Linked DNA regions of Arabidopsis thaliana: region 2 is linked to region 1. The links are chromatin contacts, called in public targeted proximity ligation maps. All regions are on one chromosome and are shown on one strand. The core of a region is the stretch at or near the end of the contact, and the rest is flanking DNA. Distances in the headings are between cores, read along the strand shown. Region 1 holds the start of AT3G27120 (P-loop containing nucleoside triphosphate hydrolases superfamily protein). Region 2 holds the start of AT3G27230 (S-adenosyl-L-methionine-dependent methyltransferases superfamily protein).

Region 1 (5,331 bases), core at 616-3,115:
TTACAAATTGAAGAATAGTTATGATTTATAAGGATAACCAAAACCCAAAATTATTGAAAAAAAGAGATTGAAAAAATAGTTTTTTGAGTTAATAGTCGATGGAAACTATTTTGGGTACAAAAGAGGAAACCAACATACAAAAATGGTCACCGAACCTGCAAAAGTACATTGTTCATATGGACAATACAAAATGGATACCACAACATTGGAAATAGAAGCATATAATGAATTTTTTGGTGTTCAATTAATCTATATTGGATCATACACTTGAAATGGTTCATTTGATATGAATACTTTGGCATTGACGAGACGTTAAATACTCAAAAAGCCATATAATTTGACAGCAAACTTAGAGACAAGTTCAAGTAAAGTACGAGAGGAAGGTAAAAAGAAACGTGTCCAAATATCGTTGTCCACAAAGCTCTGTTCATTTAACACTGCTAGATCTTCTCGATTGGATTTTAAGTTTTAAATACAAGTCAAAGTTTGATTTTAAATACCAAACATCTCAAGATATAACATAAACAATCACAAGTTCAAGGGACTAATCTCTTCACCGGTGCGAAAGTTTAATAAACACACAATTATCAATAGTCAATCTCGTTTCATTATCTTTAATCATGTTACGAGAATGGTGAGTCCATAACACAATCCGTTACACAACCGTCAATTACAATTTCAAATACTAATTTGTCCATAACATATCCATGATAACAAGTCCACATAAATTTGTTCACATAAACGTCGCTTTATGGAAATATAACATAGATTTCAGCTAAACAAGGAATCATTTCCTCTAAATGTTTCCTAATAACATAATCTCACAAGAGATGGAGGTTTCGATTTCAATGGAGACATTCCAGCGATTGAAGCAAACTAGTAGAAAACTTTGTCAAATTCCAACTCCTAAATATCACCAGCCATGCTTAACACCAAATTTAGCCCAGCTCGAGAAAAAAAATTGTTGAAAGTGAGACTTACGTGAGGAAGATAGATAAGCTGAAAGAAGAATCTTAATCTTTGGTACAAGGTTCGTATTCAAGTCGAGATTCTTGAGCGATCTTGGTAGCTTCTCTTCCATAGTATTCAGTGCAAGATTTATGATCGCCGAAGATTCGAATCGAGGAATATTTGCGGACGCCATATCAAATTGGATAAACCAAAGAATATAGAACCCAACATCACATAACTTTACCTTAGTAATTCAAGAACTTTTTCTCGAAATCTACTCAATTGAAGTTGAATTAGAGTAACGAAATCCAAATCCATTAAAGAGGAGATTGATATCCCCTCGCCGAAGTCACAAGGGTATAAAGTGGTTGAGATTACGAAATCGATTATTGGAGTTTTACGGTGGAGAGAAGAAGAAAGAAAGTAGTGTAAACCGTAGTGGTGGTAGACAGTAACGGAGGAGATTGATATCCCGTCGTCGGAGTCACCTTTTCTGAAACTGTAGTTTAGGTTTTTTCTGGATTTGTTTTTTTTTACAGTTCCGGAAAAAATAAAACAAGAGATTATGGTAACTGCAAAATCAAAATCGTGGGTTTCGTAACCGGAATTGGTTTAATGAAAATGGGTTTGATTTGTTTGGTTATATATAACCGACGATTTGAGGGTAAACAAGTAATTGCAATTAGTCAAAGTGCCTAATGATTTTTAAGTGCCTAATATTCTCTATGTAAAAATATAAAAAATAAAGACGAAAGTTTAGAGGAAGCATATCCGAAACACAGTAAAACCCAAAATACAGACAATAACGGGCTTACTATTGCCCATGAAGAAACTGGGCCCGATAAGCAACTGATTTCTAAGGAAACTACACGCCGTTTCTATCTACACTATTACACTGCATGACGTTCTACGCGTCAAGCTGGTGAGAGAGTAAAGGAATGTGTGGGTCGGTGGTTTCAGATTCTGAGCGCGAATTTGAATTTCATTTCTGGGGTTTTGGGCATTTGGGGAAAGAGGAAGAGAGGATAATGGCGGGAAAGCGTTCGTCGCCGTTTTCTTCTCCGTTACTGAGACCACCACCGGAGTTTCTGAATGTGAAGGAGGAAGGAGAAACGGAGACGCCGTGTTGGAGAAAGGAAGTGGATGAGAACTTGAAGCGTCTCCAATCGCTGCTCTTCGGCGCCGACAAATTCCTGGAGAAATCTGATTTCTCTTCTGCTCAGATCCTTGGGCTTCGTCTTCTAGGTTTCCTCGATTCTCGTTCTGTCACTGACGCCGATCGTGATTTCATTGGTCCCATTCGTCGTGAAGTTGCCTCTAAGATTGATTTAGCTTTGGAAGGCCTCGTTTCAGATTCGGATCGGTACCTGAGCTTTTCCCCTTTGAGCCTGTTTAATTTCGAAGAAGAGAGGGTTCGAATTTTACTTGCTTAGCTTAGTAGAGTCTTATGAGTGTGGCTTGAATTGTTGGGTATTGGAATCAGGGAAATGTATAACTGAGTGATATTCTCTAATCTTTGGACTTCGTTCACTTAGTTACTAGCTGAAATCTAAAGATCTTTTTGAATTATCGTCAATATTAGCTACACTTGAGATTTTTAGAGTACCCTTTTATGGTGTGCTTCTTGTTGTATCCAGGAAGGCGTTTGAGCTTGCAAATACAGCTCCAGGGGCAATTTTTGGCAGCAAAGGTGGATTTGATGTGGAAAAGATTAAGCAGTCTAAGTACTTTGGTTTTCATGTCAGTCAATCTAACGGAAAGGGTGTTAAAGAGATGGTAATGCTCTTGTAAACTGCTTCATTTCTTCAATGATCTTAGTATTGGTGATGAGTTTTGGAAACACAGCCATGTTATATGTCTTGCTTCCTGTTTCTACTATGATTTCATAGATGTTTTCTTGTTTCAGGAAGAACGGCATGATACGGATAAGTTGATTCCCAAAGCACCAAAGTCAATGATGCAAGCCAAACTGACATCATTGTATGGAAACAGTATTGGTAAACCAGATAATCAGCGCAAAACTTCAGTGAACAATCAAGACCGTGCCTCTGATGAATGTGTCATTGTTGAGAGAAGTCATGGATTTGGTTTTGGAACAAAGCGACCTCATGCAGAAACCAGTAGCCTTGCAAATGATGGGGAAGTAAAGGAAGATGGAGCTCCTAATGGATTTGTATCCGCCAAAATAAAACTGGTAGATTTATTCATGACAATTACTTCTCTTAGAGTCATCTTGACTTTGCAGAGTCTTTTCTTTCGAACTGTGCTTTATTACCCTTTGCTAATGTTGACTACTATATCTGTTGCTTTAGGAAATGGATGTAAGACAAAAACGAGGATCAACTGAGTCACCAAGTTCATGTCTTTCTCCACAGAGTGACAAAAATGCTTTAGGTAGGGGCTATGGTTCAAGGTCGGGTGGATTAAGACGTGGATACCGTAGTAATTTTGTCCCTCCTGTTAAAACTAATGGGAATAATGTTGGAAACTTGACGTCTCGTATTGGTGGAAAGACTGACGATGCACTGGATGACTCAACCAGAACATGGTTAGTTGCGTAATTTCTTATTTTGATTCAAGATCCTTAGCAAACTGGAAAGCACATGCACCCTTTTTATATCCTCACCTTCGACAATAAATAAGCTTATGTAATCTGTTTTTCTTGTCAATATTTCTTGATTTTCACCTAGATAGGCTATGCCTGTCTCTGCCCTTCTCTAACTAAGTTTCTATATTAAACATTTTTTGAATTTATTTCACATTGAAACACTATGAAAAGTAAATAAAAAATAGTATATGCATGTCAATAGGACTAGCAATTTAAGCGTCTACACTCATCTGGTGGTTAGCCAGTTAGGCCCTCGTTCTTATTTAGAATGCTACTTCACATAAGTTTCTAATTATCCAGTAGCCTTCTACGCCTGTAAGCCTGAAAAGATTAATTTTATATTATGAGATAACATGCATGCCCATTTACTTACTATCCTGTTCTAGTTTGGAGATGCTCTGTGGTCCTGATGGTGAGCTTCCCGAGAAGTTGAGAAATTTGGAACCTCGTCTTATAGAGCATGTCAGCAACGAGATTATGGATCGAGACCCCAATGTCCGCTGGGATGATATTGGTACAGTAAGATGTTTCAGTGCAGTGTATATTATTATCCCTGTTGCACCTGGAGTTTCTCATCATAAGTTATTGATGTGCAGCTGGTCTGGAGCATGCTAAAAAGTGTGTAACTGAGATGGTCATTTGGCCATTGTTGCGTCCTGACATTTTCAAAGGTTGTCGTTCACCTGGAAAAGGACTTCTTCTCTTTGGCCCACCAGTAGGTACCCTTGTCCATTTTGATATTTAAGATGAAATGACACTCGTGTCTGTTTTTTCTTAGATCTGTATCTACTGCATACCAGGGAACTGGTAAAACAATGATTGGAAAAGCTATAGCTGGAGAAGCGAAAGCAACCTTTTTCTATATATCAGCCAGTTCATTGACAAGCAAGTGGGTTAGTTCCACTTCTTTGCTTACTTTCACATGGATATTCGTAAAATTACGACAGTAATTATGTTCCACTATGTCAGAACTTCTACATAGCAGGGAAACCCGTACCATTTTCTGTATGTCAGTGATTTTGTTCCTGCTCAAGATGTCTATAGCATGCTTATTCATTTGCTTTACGGTCACCTGCAAATTTAACGATCACAAATGTAAATGCAGATTGGCGAAGGTGAAAAGCTAGTGAGGGCCCTTTTTGGAGTTGCGAGTTGCCGCCAGCCTGCAGTAATATTTGTCGATGAAATAGATTCTCTACTATCTCAGGTTTGTTGTAATCTCTCAAAATATTACATGTTCATAAACCCTCAAACCTATCAGCGTAGAACAAGGGCTGGAAAAAATTACAAAGGGTGGTTCAGTAAAGACAATTTTCTGGCATGTATTGGTTTCCTTATGTAACATTCTATTAAAGAAACGAACTTTCACCCTTTGCCACAGCGTAAGTCAGATGGTGAACATGAATCGAGTAGAAGACTCAAGACACAATTCCTGATTGAAATGGAAGGTTTCGACAGTGGCAGCGAGCAAATTCTCCTAATAGGTAAAAAACTGGGAACAGTAAGGTTTGAGTTTTGTGGGTTATATGGGGTTTAGTAACTTTATTCTGCTAATTTTTTTTGTTTGTTAGGAGCAACAAATAGACCGCAAGAGCTCGATGAAGCAGCAAGAAGACGACTAACCAAGAGACTCTACATTCCTCTTCCTTCATCTGGTAAAGAATGATAAACAAACTTTTTCATGTCATTCTCTGGTTTTCGTCTAATATACTCTCTTGACACGATTCTCTGTTTTCGAATTGAAGAAGCAAGAGCATGGATAATACAGAATC
Region 2 (5,963 bases), core at 2,462-4,961, 50 kb before region 1:
AAAAAGGAAATTTTCTTAGAATTGTAAATTTCTTTGAATCAAAAAGTCTATCATGCGTGAATCAAGCGTTTGTATGAGTCTTTGTATAGAAGGAAAAGAAATCATACATAAAATAAGGGGCTTGTTGCTGCCTTTTTTTAATAAAACGATTCAAGATCACCGAAGTCATGTCTAAACCTAAAGAAAGTGACTATCCTGCTACCCTAATATTAGACTGTGAAACTTCAGTGAAATTTTTGTACTGTATGAATTATTGAAAGGTTGATGTTGTATGAGCAGGATCCGTCGTGGGCATCAAGTTTATCAGCAAGTCTGTGCATCATGCCATTCAATGTCTCTGATCTCATACCGAGACTTGGTGGGTGTCGCCTACACAGAGGAAGAGGCAAAGGCAATGGCAGCTGAAATCGAGGTAGTAGATGGACCTAATGATGAGGGTGAGATGTTCACCCGCCCTGGTAAACTCAGTGACCGGTTTCCTCAGCCATATGCAAATGAATCAGCTGCAAGGTTTGCTAATGGTGGAGCGTATCCTCCTGATCTAAGTCTTATAACTAAGGTCTGCTGCTGCTACTTTACTTTAACTGAACATCTGTAGCAAACTTGTGTTTTGTGTTTTAAATAGTTTTAATGTTCTGCCTTCCAGGCACGTCACAATGGTCCAAACTATGTCTTTGCGCTTCTGACTGGTTACCGTGATCCCCCTGCTGGCATATCGGTAAGTTTCTCTCATTTTCCACATTGAACTTCTTCGAATTCAAAGTGCTGGTTATGAAAAATCCGATGATAACTGTACAGATTAGAGAGGGGTTACACTACAATCCTTATTTCCCTGGGGGAGCAATTGCTATGCCGAAAATGCTCAATGATGAAGCTGTTGAGTATGAAGATGGTGTCCCCGCCACAGAGGCACAGGTTATTTTTCCTCCACTTAAAATATAAGAACATAAATCTTTATGCCTTATGGTACTGTCCTTTCTCAGTGTCATGATATAAACTTTACTTTACGGTGCAGATGGGTAAAGATATTGTATCATTCTTGGCCTGGGCAGCTGAACCAGAAATGGAAGAGAGGAAACTGGTAGGTTTATCTTTCTCTGTTCGCTGGTGAACATTGTATTTTCTCCCTAGACTATGCAATTAATACTAGATTTAGTTTATGATCGATCAAGTTGACTTAGAGAACCAATTGTTGTACCAAGTGTGAAGTGCTACTAGTTCTTGGTCTGCTACTAAGATAATAACATTTAGATATGCTGTGAACACAGTTTGACTCGTTTTGCAGACACAAACCTCAGCTTCCAGACCGATACAAAGAATTGACTTTTTTTTGAGGTTACATTTTACATGGCGGTTAATGTTGGTTTCACTATTTGCAGATGGGTTTCAAATGGATATTCCTACTCTCTCTCGCTCTTCTCCAAGCTGCTTACTACAGGCGACTAAAATGGTCGGTTCTCAAGTCCCGCAAGCTGGTTCTTGACGTGGTTAACTAAAGCGCCGCTGAAAAGCTTTTGCATTGGCCTGGCCACACACAGTCGTATTTTCAACAAAGGATGTTAAATAGAGAAGAGCCTTTCTCTGGGTAATAACGTATCATCATTTTTATGTGTCATAAAAATCTTTGATGAGACCAGTTCTCACCTGAAGGTGAAAAGACCTCATCGTTCTTCTTTTTCCTTCGATTATTACTAGAGAGTTTTATGAGGATAATCACGAAAACTTGTTTTTTTCGCCTCATAATAATCACACATGATTTTGAGATTATATCATTTGTTATGTTTTTCCTCTTGTCTCAATAAAAAATAACTTTGTACTCTGATTTTGTTGTCTATTTTCGGCATTTCTTGCATCTGGCTTTGGTTGCATGAGGAGAATTTATTTCAGGTATAACAAAAACACAATTAATGGTACTCATTTTTATTTGTATGGTATATATGGATATTATAACAGAAAAGTAGTAATAATAATCGACAAAATTTCAACACATTATACTGAAAAACTTTTACAAATGATTTTCTCCAATTGCCCTGGTAAATATATAATTGCTTATTCTTCTTCTCTGGAATAAATATCACCTAATGACCTCCAAATTTATAACCTATGATCAAATGTAACTATAAATAGAGAGTTTTACTCTTATGGTCGGTCTTACCATTACGAACTTCCTTTTGCATTCCCGATCAAGCTCTCACTGGCTTTTGCAGAACAGCTGAGAGATAAACTTGTGCATCAGCCTTCTCTCCAATAACCCATTTAAGCTTCTTATACCCAAACCTCTCAATCATACGTGTAAGTTCTTTCTTCTTCTCATCATTAGCACAATAGAAGTTATCCAACCAGAACAATCCACGGGGTTTCAAAACCCGATCAAGATCGAACATCAAGAACTCTAGCTTCTCCGCTTTACCCTCAACATCTAATCCGCTAGAAGCATGAATAAGATCAAACACATTGTCAAGAAAAGGAAATCTATGGTCTAAGCTCAAGAACAACGGAAAGAGCCCTCTCGCAGCTATAAACTCACTAAACGGAGCACCATTATTCAAAGTGTTAGTGATTACAGTCACGTTCTTCTCAGCCATTCTCGCTGCGAAAGTCCCTGATCCACCGCTAATATCGAACCCGATTCGAATTTTCCCACTTCCTAAACCCAACACATCATCAATCAAGAAATCATTCTTCCCCTTAACCTTCACAAACCTATCTTTCTCAACCCCTAAATCGAAACAACCAACACATTCCTTGCTAAGTTTCTTACCTTTCAAGCAATCAAAACTCTTGCAACCAAGTCCACTCCAATTAACACTCTTGTTACTAACAGATCTCCATAACGAATCAGGAGACTTACTCAAATCTTGCTTCTGCACCGTTTTCGCCAAACACCGTCTCCGCGGCAACGGCTCACAAGCACGAAGAATCAACTTCTGGCCAAGACTCCAATCATCAGGACATCTATCAAACACCTTATATGACATATACTGAGAAAGCAAATCCGTAGATTTCCCACAAGAATGTCCAACGGAAGACACCATTTCAGTGATCCCGGTACGCGAATCTTTCCCTAAAGGAAGCTGATGACGCTGGAGGAACAATTTGAGCTCAGGAACAATGTTAGGTCGAGAGATATCAATAGATTCGTAACCAAGCATCTGTTTCTCCATCTGAGCAAGCTTGCGTTGAGACGAATCGATTTCTCGGAGAATCAAAGAGAGATGTTGAGAAACGAGTGAGATATTGTTGGAGCTGTGGAGAAGTGGCGAGTTTGCTTGGGAATGAGAGGAGAACGCGTATAAGGCGAAGAGATTTGTGGTGACGACGGAGAAGAGCATGAGGAGGTTCACGGCGGATGAACAAATTGATGTTCGTCGGAATCTGGCTGTTCCATCGCCGATCTTTAAAGATACAGATCCCATCTTCAATGCAGTGAAAGAGAGAAGAAGCAGAGCTCAAGCTAAGGTTTGAGGTCTCACTATATAACTTGGATCTTCTTCATTGGATCTGCAAGAAATTTCAGATTCCAGCTTGATTTAACAAAAAAAAACTAAGAGTACTTCGATTTGAAGAATCATTCAGATCTAGCAGAAAGATTCAACAATAGAAATTGCGAAGAACAGAAACAAAATCAAGGTTCATGAGAATTGCATTACCGTGATTTCAGCAGAAGAGACTTGGTGAAGTTTACTGGAGAGTGAAAGAAATCGCCGACATGACTCGAGAGTCAACACGTGAGTGACTATATGATTCTATTTTTCATGGGCTTTTTTATTTTTAATTGGGCTTAGTTTTTAATCAAGCCCATATAATTACAAACAAACCTTTTGTCTCGTTAAGAAGGTTCAAATTAGGGGAAATTACCAAAAAAAAAAATAATAATACAAAATTGGAAACCACCGGCGTGATTTCTGGTTGGGGAAAAACCACCGGCGCACATATTTTTTCGGTAATGAGAGATTCTTCAGCGACGTGAAATCAAATCATCACTGTTTCTCGTTGCGGTCTATATGAATGAGATGTCTCTTTCAATAGCTCTGCATAAACACAAATGGCGAATAAACCTGATCATCATCATCATCATCACCAATCTTCAAGGAGATTGATGCTTGTGTTGTACTTCACCAGTGTTCTTGGGATTGGATTCATCGCAGCTTTTCTTTGTCTCTCTTCTTCAATTCCCTCAGTATCCGCTGTTTTTTCAATCTGGGTTCCCGTTAACCGGCCGGAGATACAGATTCCGATCATCGATTCCAAAATTGTTCAAAAGGTCCCTTTGCCTAATCTTTTCAATTGATCATATTCTTAGTTTGTAGGGTTTATCAGCTATTCTTACTTTTTGCTTTATCTTCCTTTCTACGTTTCAATTGATTGTGCTTTTAGGGTTTTAGCTATTTGTGAATTTCATTCTAAGTTTCACCATTTTGTGTTTGCTTGCAGAGAAGCAAACAATCGAATGATACAAAAGATCATGTCCGATTCTTATCGGCAATATTTGCCGATATACCGGCGCCGGAGTTAAAATGGGAGGAAATGGAATCAGCTCCAGTTCCTCGTCTTGATGGATACTCAGTTCAAATCAATAACCTTTTGTATGTCTTCTCCGGTTACGGCAGTCTCGACTATGTAAGGAACTTGAGAATGATCATCACTTGATTAGTTTTAAAAATGGTGTTAATGATCACTTGATTATTTTGCCTCAGGTTCATTCTCATGTGGATGTGTTCAATTTCACAGACAATAAGTGGTGTGACAGATTCCACACTCCTAAAGAAATGGCGAATTCGCACCTCGGGATTGTGACGGATGGACGGTATGTATATGTGGTTTCAGGGCAGCTTGGTCCACAATGTAGAGGACCTACTTCTCGTTCCTTTGTTTTAGACTCATTCACAAAGACTTGGCTCGAATTTCCTTCACTACCAGCTCCAAGGTAAAGACTTTAAGTCAGAAGATATATCATGTTAAAGTATAGTGGACTGCGATTGCCGAGCTCTGTTTTGTTGGACTCAGGTATGCTCCTGCGACTCAGATATGGAGAGGGAGGCTTCATGTGATGGGTGGAAGCAAAGAGAATCGCAATGCCGTTGCTTTTGACCATTGGAGCATAGCTGTAAAAGATGGCAAAGCACTCGACGAATGGCGGGAAGAGGTCCCTATTCCTCGAGGTGGACCACACAGGTTTTATATTGTCTTTAGTCACTGCCTGTTTTGCCTTTTGTTTTGAGTCCCTTAGGGTGCTAACATTGCGGTTTTACGGTGTGTAGGGCTTGTGTAGTTGCTAACGATAAACTACTTGTAATCGGTGGCCAAGAAGGTGACTTCATGGCCAAACCTAACTCACCCATCTTCAAGTGCTCACGTAGACGCGAGGTTTACCTTCCTCTTTAGTCAAAACTGAAAAAAAAAAAAAAACGCCTCTAGTTTCTAATGTTTGGTCGCATTTCAGATCTTTAATGGTGAGGTGTACATGATGGACGAGGAGATGAAGTGGAAAATGTTGCCACCAATGCCAAAAAACAATTCCCACATTGAATCTGCGTGGATCATTGTCAATAACTCAATTGTTATCGTTGGTGGTACCACAGATTGGCATCCAGTGACGAAAAGGCTTGTTCTTGTTGGAGAGATATTCCGGTTTCAGTTAGATACGTTGGTCAGTATTACTATGATATCAGCATCATCTCAATCATAGTTCTGTTCTTTTGTTTCTTAAACTGAATATGAAATATTTTGCAGACTTGGTCTGTGATTGGACGGTTACCATACCGTGTCAAAACAGCGATGGCCGGATTCTGGAACGGTTATTTGTACTTCACGTCGGGACAGAGGGATAGAGGACCAGATAATCCACAGCCTGGGAAAGTTATTGGAGAAATGTGGAGAACCAAGTTGAAGTTTTGAGTCTTAGTGTGTACTTTTTAATATAGAAAAATCATTTTTTTTTAGACAAACTGTTGAATCTGAAC

Evidence for each region.
Region 2: a contact with region 1 is called in a targeted proximity ligation map of shoot, with 11 read pairs. A contact is called at or near these places in 3 of 26 Hi-C or Micro-C datasets (leaf, root and seedling) and 1 of 2 datasets of targeted methods (shoot).

What each region holds. Positions count from the first base shown.
Region 1 is chr3:10,000,840-10,006,170 of TAIR10.1, reverse strand. It overlaps AT3G27120 (P-loop containing nucleoside triphosphate hydrolases superfamily protein), which reads left to right and starts at 1,865. Exons shown (of 13, transcript NM_001338858.1): 1 at 1,865-2,314; 2 at 2,589-2,727; 3 at 2,858-3,145; 4 at 3,264-3,499; 5 at 3,946-4,073; 6 at 4,156-4,274; 7 at 4,360-4,452; 8 at 4,665-4,766; 9 at 4,941-5,043; 10 at 5,131-5,214; 11 at 5,305-5,331. The coding sequence starts at 1,890.
Region 2 is chr3:10,051,677-10,057,639 of TAIR10.1, reverse strand. AT3G27230 (S-adenosyl-L-methionine-dependent methyltransferases superfamily protein) reads right to left here and starts at 3,711. Exons shown (of 2, transcript NM_113637.5): 1 at 3,651-3,711; 2 at 1,799-3,501. The coding sequence starts at 3,416. The coding sequence ends at 2,184. AT3G27220 (Galactose oxidase/kelch repeat superfamily protein) reads left to right here and starts at 3,879. Exons shown (of 7, transcript NM_113636.4): 1 at 3,879-4,264; 2 at 4,435-4,620; 3 at 4,698-4,927; 4 at 5,008-5,175; 5 at 5,262-5,367; 6 at 5,444-5,650; 7 at 5,734-5,963. The coding sequence starts at 4,046. The coding sequence ends at 5,898. AT3G27240 (Cytochrome C1 family) reads left to right here. Exons shown (of 8, transcript NM_113638.3): 4 at 280-559; 5 at 647-718; 6 at 799-915; 7 at 1,016-1,081; 8 at 1,380-1,910. The coding sequence ends at 1,496.